3 separate regions of the Sus scrofa genome follow, and regions 1 and 2 are each linked to region 3. Evidence: chromatin contacts called from public targeted proximity ligation data. All regions are on one chromosome and are shown on one strand. The core of a region is the stretch at or near the end of the contact, and the rest is flanking DNA. Distances in the headings are between cores, read along the strand shown.

Region 1 (4,267 bases), core at 508-3,007, 150 kb after region 3:
AGGAGGAGGCGGTTGCAGGCTGCAGCCTCTAGTGCCCGAACAATAAGCAGCAGGCGGTCGGCAAAGACCCTCCCTCATTGTCTACGGTGGACCAGCCCCCTCCCCGCCCCTTTTGCCTTAAACAGCTCATCTGCTTTTATATGTTAATAATTATCAACCTGGCAGTTCTGACTCAGAGGCAGTGTCTTTTATTCGAGTGAACTAATTGCAACCTTTTGGTACTCCTACTCCCTTACTCAAAATAGAAAAAGCCCAAAAGAACAAAGGAAAGTTTTTTTTTTCCAAAGACAATGCATCCCCAGTACTGACTTTTAAAAAGAAAAGGAAAAGAAAGCTACGTGCGTAGAAATGTGTGTACACACTTGTGCCCAGGCACGTGTGCGCGACTGGATGTGAATTCCTCTTCTCTATCAACCAGAGACATGTATTCAAGGCCCAAGGCGGCGGCAAAAAGGTCAACGTGCTTGCTTCTTTATTCCCAACACTAAAAATAACACCCCTGCCCCCAGCCGGCAGAGACAACTATTCAATTACAAATACCAGGGGCATTCGAGGCTGCGGCCCACACGAAGTCCCTGCGCGCGGTGTCAAGCGAAACCGAAAATCAATTTGCTTTGCGGAGAGGTAGGGAAGCCACAACCAAACAAAGAGATGCCGACGCGCTGTCACAGCGCCCCGGGAGCTCACAGAGCTGGTTTGGCACACGCCGGACGGCGGGGAAGTGTGCTATTTACATCGAGCGCACCCCAACAGCGTGGGCTCCGGGTGCGCGCGGGCGCGCACACACACGCACACACGCACACCACACACACACATACACCCCGGCGTTTCTGCATCGGAACCCTTCGTGCGATCCGGCACCCAGCTTGATTTCAGCGCGGGCGGGAAACAGGTGTGTCCCCGGGGTAAACCTGTTTCCCTAATCTCGGGGACTCCCACTCCATTCCTCCAGCCGCGGGTAGGGGGTGGGAATGTGCACCAGGTGGGAGAGGAGAGCAGGACTTCGCTGCCTTGGGTTTCATTCTGCGGCGCGCTTTTGTGATGCTGCTAGAAAAGAAAGGAGGAAGGGTAAGGGAGAAAGGCGGAGAGGCTGGGATTCCGGGGCGCCGCTCCGGCGTCTCCCTCGGCGCTTCTGTGCCAGACCCGCTCCCAGATTCCCCGCCTGCCAGCCGCTCACAGCCGGGGCTTTCCCGCCGCCTCCTTGCCCAGGCGTCTTCCCGGGAAACCCCACCCGCGGCCGTGCGCGGAGCCAGGGAATCCCGGCAAACTCGCTGCCCGCGCCGGGGGCGTTGGAGCCCCTGCCGGGCGGGCGCCCGCACCGCAGCGCAGCCTCGGGAGAACACACGGACCCCGGCAGGGGGCTCTCGGAGATGGCGTGGGACCCCAGGGACTCCCCTTGCGCGCGCGAGCGCACACACACACACGCGCGCGCGCGCGCGCGTACACACAAGCACGGCCCGCAGGAAGACAGACAGGACCTCCGGCGACAGCTTGCAGCGCTGCCGGGCGCATGAGCCGCCGCTACTCACTCGAGAGTCGGCCGGTCGGTCCGTCGCTGAAAGTGGAGAGGCGGCAGTGGGGACCTCGGAGGTGCGAGGGTAGTTAGGAACCGCCTGGGGAGGCAGCCTCGGTCCAGCGGGCGAAATCAGTGAATGAGACTGTGAGTCAAGCTGAACTCTTCCCCCCACCCCTCGCCTGTCACCCAAGCCTCTCCAAACAGACCCAGACGCACAGACGCGCCCGGAGCGGAGCAGCAGAGGGCGCAGGCGCGCGGGCAGCCGCCCTGCCCAGCCGGAAGGCAGAGAGCCACCCGGCTGCCCTTCACCTGAGAGGCAGGGGAGGGCGAGGAGCCTGAGGGTTCAGGACTCCAGAAAAGTCAGCTGACGAGGCAAAGAGCCCACTCGAAATATAGAAAGCATTTCCGTTCTTATTCCTCGAGGTGGGCACCCACCATATCCCAGGGACTATAGCAGTTTCTGGAGACCAAAGAGGAACAGGACAAGAATCTCTGGACTGTGAAACCTCCTTCCGGTGAAAGAAATACCCCCTGTAAGTAGCCTAAAACAACGCGGTAAATTCTATGCAGGGTGATACTGGAGAACTTAACGTCCATTGTTAACCAATTAGACCTTCACTTCCAGGCAGAAGGAAAAGGCATGTGCAAAGGGCCAGGGGCCTGGCCCCGGTTCTGCAAGGAAATAAGCAGATGGTTCACAGGATGATGATTGCTAGGGTGGGGCAAAGGACTGGACAGCAAGAGTGGCAGAATAGGAAAGGTCAGCACGGGCTTCATCTGTCCTGTGCTGTTGGTCCTGAAGAGCCAATGACCTGCTGATTTGCTCACCAGAAAGCTGGTCCTGGCAGTGGTAGATGAGTGGAGGCTGCACGGAGGGTATGGAGACAAGTTGAGAGGTGATCTCTGAGCAAAATATGACTGGGCAGTAGCTAGGGCATGGAGGAGAGGGAACTGCTTGAAAACACTAACCCAGTAGAAGTGGCCAGACTTGGAAGCCGATGTAATCTGGAGGCTGAGAAAATGGGCCAATGTAGGATGTCTCTCAAGTTTGACACTTGGGTAACTGGGTTAATGAAAAGAAAAACACAGGAAGAGGAACTTGCGCTTAGGGGAGAGATATTTTTCCCTCCAGATGTGTTGACTTTGAAATGCCTTTGGGGCATCTGACTGTTACATGTCCCATACACAGTTGGACATATGCCACACAGGCAGTTGGGATTAGGGACATGGATTAGGAGACATCAGCCCGAAAGCAGCATGAGGTGAATAAGGAAGATCATGCAGGAGATCTGAGGAGAGGTGGGCTAAGGACAGAGCCCTGGGGACATCACCATCTAAGAGCTGGAGAGGAAGGGAGTTCCCATTGTGGCTCAGCGGTAATGAAGCTGAATAGTATCCATGAGACGCAAGTTCAATTACTGGCCTTGCTCAGTGGGTTAAGGATTTGGCATTGCAGTGAACTGTGGTGTAGGTCACAGAAGCGGCTTGGATCCCAAGTGGCTGTGGCTATGGTGTAGGCTGGCAGCTGCAGCTCTGATTCAACCCCTAGCCTGGAAACCTCCATATGCCGCAGGTGCAGCCCTAAAAAGGCAAAAAAAAAAAAAAAAAAAAAAAAAGGAACTGTAGAGGAAAACAGCTAAGAAGGAAGATTACAAGCAATGGTCAGAGAGATCTGTGAAGAATCAGAAAAGAACAAGTGTCACTAAAGCCAAAGGAAACTTGAACAAGAGAGTGTTCAAAACAAAAAGCCAAAAAAAAAAAAAAAATAGAGGAGTGTTCGGATGCATCGCAGGCTGCCAAGAAGCCAAATAGGATGATGACTGAAAAGAGTCCATTAGCTTCAGCAAGTAGGAAGACACTGTCCAACTTTGACAGAGATTCTGTCCTGTTCATCTTTGGGCCCCAGAACTTGCTCTGGTCCCTGGGATATGGCAGGTGCCCACCACACCAAATAAAAGAATGGAAATACTTTCTTGATTCCGAGTGGGCCAGTGAGGGAAGGGAGTGGTTCAGCAATGATCAGTGACTATGCTGGCCTTTGCTGCCATGCCACAGCCATTCAGGGGCCCCTGGCCTCATCCAGTGAGAGCGCTGCGTCCACTTTACAAGCCCAATGAGGGGAGTGTAGAGAGATTTAGTAACTGAGTAAAGGCAGTGAGCTAGTCTCTGGATAATAAAAAGTCTGTGCTCCCTAATACTTGATTCCCCAGGGATGGCTAAAATAAGCTTTTAATCTGCTTTAAAAAATCATTTTACTCCAAACCAGAATTTGTTTTATTTTTGGATAGAGAAATAAGCTTCCACTCACTGTTTCTTATAGTGTTTTACATGACAATTTGAAAGTTCCAAGAATATTAAATTATTTATTCTCTTAGGAGAGCCTATTTAATACTGGAAAGCATCATAGGATAGTGAAGAGTATGGAAGCAACTTGAATTTTCATCCTGGCTCAGTTATCGTGGCCATGAACAATTTATTCAACTATTCTTTTTTGTCATTGGCCACACCCAGGCATGTGGAAGTTCCCAAACCACAGCAGTGACAACACCAGATCCTTAACTTGCTGAGCCACCAGGGAACTCCTTATTTGACTATTATTTATCTTAATTTCCTTACTTGTAAAATAGGGACGAGATTCCCCGCTAGAAACTGCCAAGAGGATAGATGAAATGACGTAGTTGAGACATTCAGCCTATGCCTTAATGCGCAGAAGAGCCAGTAAACATTTGTGCCCTTCTCAGAGAGTCCTGG
Region 2 (4,195 bases), core at 333-2,832, 210 kb after region 3:
GCTCACCGTCATATAATATATAATAGCACAAATGATGAAAACTGACAGAGAAGAGATGTCATGCAATAGCTGGGAGTTGTTAAAGCAGTGACTAACGGGTCTTCTGCACTGTGTTGCAGATCATGGGTTCTTCTCTTCACCTTCTAAATCTCACTTTAAATAATCTAACATTCTGCCCAAGGGCAGGAAGGGTCTGTGTTCCTTAACTTTGGTGCGGTGGGATTTTTGCTGAGTATTAGGAAATAATCATGATCATTTAACAGCTCCGACAGAGGATAATCCACAGCTGAAAATAGTATCCACAACCAACTTGGAAAGTGTTCTGTGGAAGAAAATGTACTCAGGCAAATGCCAGTGACTTGCCAGTTTGCCAGAATGTTCTTCGTCCTGGTGTGTATTTTGGACCCAACTCTTCCTATATACCAAACACTGTCCTAACCCATCCTCAAATTACCTCTAATGAATTGTGCTTTGGTAGTGAGCCCTCAGCCTATAGTGAAGGAATCTTAATAGATATATCTATAGGGCACTCACATTTATTGCAAGAATGTTGCTGAGGATGTTGTTCATGGCATAATACGATGTCGTCTACAAGACAGTAGAAATTTATCTTTGGTTTCAGCCCAGGGAATGGTTTTACTTGTCCTCAGTTGTCAGTTTGTTTGTTTGTTTTTGTCTTTTTGTCCTTTTTAGGGCCGTACCCACAGGCATATGGAGGATCCCAGGCTAGGGGTCCAATCGGAGCTGTAGCCACCAGCCTACACCACAGCCACAGCAACACCCTATCGGAGCCGCATCTGCGACCTACACCACAGCTCACGGCAACGCCGGATCCTTAACCCACTGAGCGAGGCCAGAAATGGAACCCGAAACCTTATGGTTCCTAGTCGGATTCGGTTCCGCGCCACTATGGGAACTCCATCAGTTTATTTTTAGATACAGTGACAGTAAACCCTTAACATTTGCAGACTTGATCTTTGTATTTTCAACAGTTCGAAAGAGGGTCTCAAGTTCCACTCACAGCCAATGCAGTGGCTAAGAAGCAGGTCTGACACCCCACCTCGCACATGTTAGCACAGCTTGGTGGTTGGCTAACCTGCGTTTTTCTCCACCGCGTTTCTTCTGTCCCACCACACGTTCCCCTTCCTGGGGGCTGCTAGAAAACGCAATGCCTTCTTAAGTGGATTAGAATGCACTACATTGATTTGGGTTCAGTGAATTCAGAGTTCCCAGGTGCCCTTCCGAAGAGCGGGATGGTCTGCCCGGTGTCATTTCACCCCGAGTCGGGTCAGAGAGCTCCGCTCCATGGGAACCCTGAGCTGGGCTCTGCAAAAGGACAGAACAGCTGGAGGAAACTCAGGACCACTCCACGAACGGAAGTGCTCGCCTCCAGGAAGGAGTTCAGTACTGGCTGAGGAAAGAGATGAGGAAAAATAAAGAAGTGAAACTATTCATCTTTCCCCAAAATTAAGGGGGGGAAAGATCATCTTTCCCAGCAAATCCGGGAGAAAGTGCCAGTTCCAGCAGTTTTGAGAATCACTTCTAGGCATTTCCAGCAGAGGGCGCGAGGGCATAGGTAGAAAGAACAGCAAAGCGCTCTACTTTTTGGGGAAATCCAGAGCACAGACTCGTGGCCCGTCAGAATTGCTGTATAGAAGGCGCTTAGGGTAACCTGGAGGAATTGAAAAGTGTGTTTACAAAGACGGGGGAGGAGTGGAATTCGTGGGGCTCCCGCAACCCTTAAAACAGTCAGCAAACATTGGTAAAATATTTCCAGCAATTAAGACCTATTTTATTAATAATTTTCCCTGGTATGTCCTATCATAGTTTGATTCTGAACCTTAAGACATTCACTCAATAAGCTCAATTTAAGTGTCTTTTATGAGCAAGCAAGATGCCACATGCTGTGGAGACTTGGAAGGTGTAAACCCAGTCTCTGTCCACAATGAGTTTAGAGTCTGAAAGTGGAGATTAGACAAAAATACAAATCACTGTATTCTGCAAATCAGCAAGGCACAAGTAGGTGATAGAAAAGGAAAGTTTGGAGTTCCCGTTGTGGCTCAGAGGTAACAAATCCAACTAGTATCAATGAGGATGCGGGTTTAATCCCTGGCCTTGCTCAGTGAGTTAAGGATCCAGCATTGCCACAAGCTGCTGTGTGGGTCACAGATGTGGCTCAGATCTGATAGGGCTGTGGCTGTGGTATAGACCAGCAGCTGCAGCTCCAATTTTACCCCTAGCCTGAGAACTCCCATATGTTTCAGGTGTAACCCTAAAAAAGAAAAAAAGAAAACAAATAAAATGCCCTCTTGGGTTCCTTTGTGGCACAGTGGGTTAAAGTTCCAGCATTGTCACCACAGTGGTTCAAGTCACTGCCAGGGCATGGGTTTGATCCCTGGCACAGGAACTTCCACATGTCATGAGTGTAGCCACACACACACACCAAAAAAAAAAAAAAAAAAAAAAAAAAAAACCCTCTGAGGCAAGGACTATTAAAAATCATTGCAGTTGGCCTTGGAGAACTTGATACTAGACCTTGTGTGTCTTTAATCCTCACGACAGGAGTTCCAGTTGTGGCACAGCGGAAATGACTCCGACTAGGAACCATGAGGTTGCTGGTTCCATCCCTGGCCTCCCTCAGTGGGTTAAGGATCTGGCGTTGCCATGAGCTGTGGTGTATGTTGCAGACACAGCTTGTATCCTGCATTGCTGTGGCTGTGGTGTAGGCAGGCAGCTGCTACTCCGATTCAACCCATAACCTGGGAACCTCCATATGCTGCAAGTGCGGCCGTAAAGGGAAAAAAAAGAAAGAAAGAAAAAAAAGAAATCCTTCTGACAACCACATCAGGTAGTATTATTATTATTATTGGTCTTTTTGTCTTTTTAGGGCCACACCCGCGGCACATGGAGGTTCCCAGGATAGGGTCCAATTAGAGCTGTAGCCACCAGCCTACACCAGAACCACAGCAACACGGGATCTGAGCAGCATCTGTGGTCTACACCACAGCTCATGGCAATGCCAGATCCCAGATAATATTATTTTTATTTTTTTATTTTTTTTAGGGCTGCACCTGTGGCACATGGAGCTTCCCAGGCTAGAGGTCAAATCAGAGCTACAGCTGCCAGCCTACATCACAGCCATAGCAACACAGGATCTAAGCCGAGTCTGTGACCTACACCACAGCTCACCCCAACACCAAATTCCCAACCCACTGAGCAAGGCCAAGGATCGAACCCACATCCTCATGGATACTAGTCAGATTCCGTTTCTGCTGCGCCACAATGGGAACTCCTATTATTCTTATTATACATGACTTTTCTCAGATGAAGAAATCGAGAGCAGTGGTCACACGTTAAATATCCTCATGGTCAGGATCTGAGCCTGAGTCTGCAAAGTCAAAAGCCGGTGTTGTTGTTCCCATTACTCCGTTCTGCCTCTCTCAAGTGTAACACTCCTAGTAATTGTATTTTACTAAAAGATAATGTTTTCTCAAAGGAGAAAAGCCTTGGAAAACGGTGGGCTTTGAGGAAGAAAGGAAGTTCTGTTTAAGATGGTTCCAATGACATAGCCCCGAAGCACACTGCCTCCTCCGTTCCTCTTAGGTGCAACTTTTCCCTCTGCAAAACCGCTGGTTAGCAGCCTTTTTTGACTACTAGTAATAATAATTTTTAGGTGACCTGAAATGAATATCTAGGATTTTTGCCCCAGAAGACAAGTGTCCTAATAGGAAAATGCTATGTGTCTCTTCTCCACAAGTCCTGTAGGTGGCGCTGGTGCACTGGTTTCAACTGAAGGAAACCGGCGATGACCTTTCCAGAATCCTGATAGGCAAACAGCACTGACAGAGTTAACTCCTTTTCTTCAAAGTGAGAAAGAAAGAACTAAGTACAGCCTTGCTCCCTGTAACTTCGCCTAAAATTTCTCCCATTTAACAAGGCTTAGGTTCACCTGGAGAAGATATAACGGAGAAGTGACAACTTCTAGACCCTTCTAAGCCTGATGCGCCATATGACCTTGAACAGACACCCAAACTCTAAGAAAACAAGAAGGGTGACCTAGACGTCTCTAAAGTCCCTTATAACTCATAAATTTTATTTTGTTGCGCTTCCCCCCCCCCACACACACACACACTCAAGAATCCTGACTAGTCCCTAAGAGGAGAAAAAGGAATTTGTAAAATCAAACTTGAAAGGG
Region 3 (4,017 bases), core at 1,448-3,947:
GGTTTAACACCACTCACCCAGGTCTGAATTTTTCTCTAACTTTCCATCTAAACCTCCTGGGCGTAGCTCCATTCCCCATCTCAACCCATAGACCTCTCACCCATCCTTCATTCCCATGTCATTTCAAATTTTACCTTTTCCTTCCATGTAAACTTCCCTGGATGCCCGCACCCCCCAATCCCTGGACATAATACTTTGCCCATTGCACAGTCTCTCTCAAGTGAGAAAACACTGATTGGTACAGAGGAAACGAATCCGACTAGGAACCATGAGGTTGTGGGTTCAATCCCTGGCCTCACTCAGTGGGTTAACAATCCGGCGTTGCCGTGAGCTGTGGTGTAGGTTGCAGACACAGCTCGGATCCTGCGTTGCTGTGGCTCTGGCGTAGGCCGGTGGCTATGGCTCCGATTCGACCTGTAGCCTGGGAACCTCCTATGCCATGGGTGCGGCCCTAAAAGGACAAAAGACAAAAAACAAAAACAAAAAGAAACATTGATGTTGCCTAAAGCCAAGGGAGTGAGGAACAACTGGCCACATTCATAACTTGACTCCTGCCCCCATTTCTGGCCTCATGTGCCTACTGTTGATGTTGGTCCAGAAGACTGACCTCCCCCTAAGTTGTGTGTGGGGGGGTGTAAGGGACTTCCCCAGCACAGTACCGTGGGCTGAAAGTGAGCCCACTGCTGTATGAAGCAGAGACAATACTTTCAAGAATTAGATTTTTCTCTGTTGAGATGAGGATGCTCCTGCTCCCTGGTGTTAGGGAAAGCACGGCAGACGGCGGAGGGCGGGGCGGTGGGGGGGAGGTGTGCTGGGGGGCGGCAAAGGGAGCTGCAAATGTTGAGGTCTTTTGTGCTCAGCATTGATTCACTGTTCTGCTGACGAATAGAAGTGGTGATTAAAGGTATCTCCCTTCTGTTCTGAATTTCTAGCCCCCACACAGGAGGGCATCCCAGGACTCCAGAATCTGCATCCTTTCCCCCGCCAAACCTCTTCCCCTACATTACTGCACCTCCCAGCCTACACAGCACAGGAGACCCAGAGCTAGAGGGGAACCAAGCCAACCACTAATAGGTGTCAGCAGAAGAGGCGATGTCATCAACCTTGCCACCCTAATAGGTATTAGGAACTCAAACCCAGGAGGAACCGTAAGGGCCGAGATTAGCAGAGCATGTGTTTCCCATAATGGCCACTAGGTGTCACTCTAGCGCAACTAAAGACCTCTTTGCCAGGTGCCAGGACTTGGGCCCTGGCAAAGCGGATTTCTAAAATCAAAAAAAAAAAAAAAAAAAAAAGGAAAAAAAAAAGGTAGGAGGGAGGTTCCCGTCACGGCGCAGCGGAAATGAATCCAATTAAGAACCATAAGGTTGCAGGTTCGATCCCTGGCCTCACTCAGTGGGTTAAGGATCTGGCATTGCCACGAGCTGTGGTGTAGGTCACAGAGATAACTTGAATCTGGCGTTGCTGTGGTTCTGGTGTAGGCCAGCGGCTACAGCTCCAATTAGACCCCTAGCCTATGCTGCGGGGGCAGCCCTAAAATGCAAAAACAAAAAACAAAAAAAAAGGGCAGCAGTACAACCATTTCAACAAGAAAACACCTAGAACAACTTGATCCATAGCAGACTCATTCTTTTTCAGTGCCTAGGATCTTGGCCATTCCAGCAGGCCAAAGAATATCTTGGCCTTCTACTGATTTATATCAGTGTTATGAGTTGGAAATGCATCAAACTTTGACATTTAAATTCAAGAGTGAGCACTGAATATTGATCTCTTTGCTTTCCAATGACCCTGTGCAATTAAAGAACGTTTTTGGCTCCCATACCCTGAAGCTACAGAGGCCATCTCTGCCCAGATGGCAATTTCAAGAAAAAGAAAGGCACTGGATGCTTTTTAACAGCTTTTAAAATGCTGAGGTTTTACCAAGTCTGGGACGAAGCAAGGAAGATGAGTGGCCACATTCATAACCTTTCTGCTCCCTTCATTTCTTTTCTTTTTTTTTTTTTTTTTTTTTTTTTTGTCTTTTTGCCATTTCTTGGGCCGCTCCCGCAGCATATGGAGGTTCCCAGGCTAGGGGTCTAATCAGAGCTGCAGCCACTGGCCCACGCCAGAGCCACAGCAATGCAGGATCCGAGTCATATCTGCAACCTACACCACAGCTCACGGCAACACCGGATCGTCAACCCACTGAGCAAGGGCAGGGACCGAACCCGCAACCTCATGGTTCCTAGTCAGATTCGTTAACCACTGCGCCACGACGGGAACTCCTCCCTTCATTTCTTAAAGAGAAACGGTTCTCTCGTTTGTGTATTTCAAACAGCATAGTATCCAGAATGGCTCTGCCTCTCCCTTGAAAGTGTGGGTATTGAAGAGATTCAAGAGAAACCCTTTTGCTTAAATTCCACATGTCATTGAAGAGAAGGTGGTAGAATTGGGCAGGGGTTATTATTTGCTCTTTGCATAAATGGCTCCCTAGATAAATGAACCAAGCCAGGGAGGAAAAGAAAGTCAGCACAGATGCAAACGCTCCCTCCAATAGTCCATGCATCTTGGGCCACTGTGACCTTTTAGTTTAGGTGTGCAAGGGCGGGCTGGAGTGAGAAATGGAAATCAATTGCCCTGCTTTCCACCTAGGGTGCTTGAGGCTGGAGTCTAAATATAACCACTTTGCACTTCAGTCTATGAGTCATGCTGTTATTTCCATGGCTCCTTTAGCTCCTTCCGCCTCTCACCTAAAAGTTTTAGATGCCAGTTTACTTAGAGAACTCTGCTGGACATAAGACAAGACCTCAACATCCAGGACTTTTTCTTGTCCGATCACAAGTTCTTCCTCCAGTCTCAAGCCACCTCCTGGGCCCCTTGAGCAATGATTCGCTTATTATCTAGTAGAGATTAAGGAAAGAGAGCGTTTAACAGCTGTGCTGACCAAGCTTTGATATGTACTCCTTTGGAAATTACTTTTTATGCTTGAGAATTGCCCTCGATTTACCAGTTTTTAGAAAAATGAGTTGGACTCCTTTAGGAATATCCTTACTTGGAGTTCCCGTCGTGGCGCAGTGGTTAACGAATCCGACTAGGAACCATGAGGTTGCGGGTTCGGTCCCTGCCCTTGCTCAGTGGGTTAAGGATCCAGTGTTGCCGTGAGCTGTGGTGTAGGTTGCAGACGCGGCTCGGATCCCGTGTTGCTGTGGCTCTGGCGTAGGCCGGTGGCTACAGCTCCGATTCAACCCCTAGCCTGGGAACCTCCATATGCCACGGGAGCGGCCCAAGAAATAGCAACAACAACAGCAAAAAGACAAAAAAAAAAAAAAAAAAAAAAAAGACAAAAGGAATATCCTTACCTGATCATGGTCAACTGTGTGGCAAAGAATAATACCCATCAAAGGGCTGCCATATGTTCCCCAACACTGCCAGGATCCCAGCACTTAAGCAAGGACGTGGTACTAGTTCAGACTAATGCAATGTGACATGTGTCCCTTCAGGGCTGAGAAAGAGCCAAGTCCCTTTGCCTTTCTCTGGGCCCTTCCTTTCCTGGCCTCAGCAACCCTTAAAGTTCTAAATGATGCGACCTCAAAATGGGGAAGTCTTTGTCAGACAGGGTTTCTGAGGGGCTCTCTGGAAACGACCCATAGAGACATATTCTGTAAATGAGAAATAAACCTCTGTGCTATGAAGCCACTGAGATTTGGAGGTTGGCATGTTCCATACGTATAACGTAGCCTATCCTGAATAATGCCAACCACATTCAAGGCGCATAATTCTGCAACCCCAAATTCTATTTGAATTGAAATAGGTAAGTAGTGAAATAGTTAAAATTACTGTCTTTGATGACTCAATGGAAAATGCGGTACTGCAGGTTCCTAAAACTATAATCCTAATAGTTCTTACATTGGACATTTGGTTTTGAGGCAGAGTTATCAGTTACATAAAGAGTTCATTACTACCATTTTCCAGAGTAAGTTAAGCCCATTTAATCCCATCAAAGCACTCTACTGGTAACCCTCTTTCTTTTTGTCTTTT

The links.
Region 1: a contact with region 3 is called in a targeted proximity ligation map of skeletal muscle. A contact is called at or near these places in 7 of 47 Hi-C or Micro-C datasets (embryonic fibroblasts, fetal heart ventricle, fetal skeletal muscle and 3 more) and 1 of 2 datasets of targeted methods (skeletal muscle).
Region 2: a contact with region 3 is called in a targeted proximity ligation map of skeletal muscle, with 9 times the contacts expected there. A contact is called at or near these places in 16 of 47 Hi-C or Micro-C datasets (alveolar macrophages, embryonic fibroblasts, fetal heart ventricle and 9 more) and 1 of 2 datasets of targeted methods (skeletal muscle).

What each region holds. Positions count from the first base shown.
Region 1 is chr4:65,436,711-65,440,977 of Sscrofa11.1, reverse strand. It overlaps SLCO5A1 (solute carrier organic anion transporter family member 5A1), which reads right to left and starts at 1,757. Exons shown (of 11, transcript XM_005663031.3): 1 at 1,530-1,757.
Region 2 is chr4:65,375,273-65,379,467 of Sscrofa11.1, reverse strand. No RefSeq gene overlaps it. Among named protein-coding and RNA genes, the nearest start is that of SLCO5A1, 62 kb to the left of the region's middle.
Region 3 is chr4:65,589,466-65,593,482 of Sscrofa11.1, reverse strand. No RefSeq gene overlaps it. Among named protein-coding and RNA genes, the nearest start is that of SLCO5A1, 150 kb to the right of the region's middle.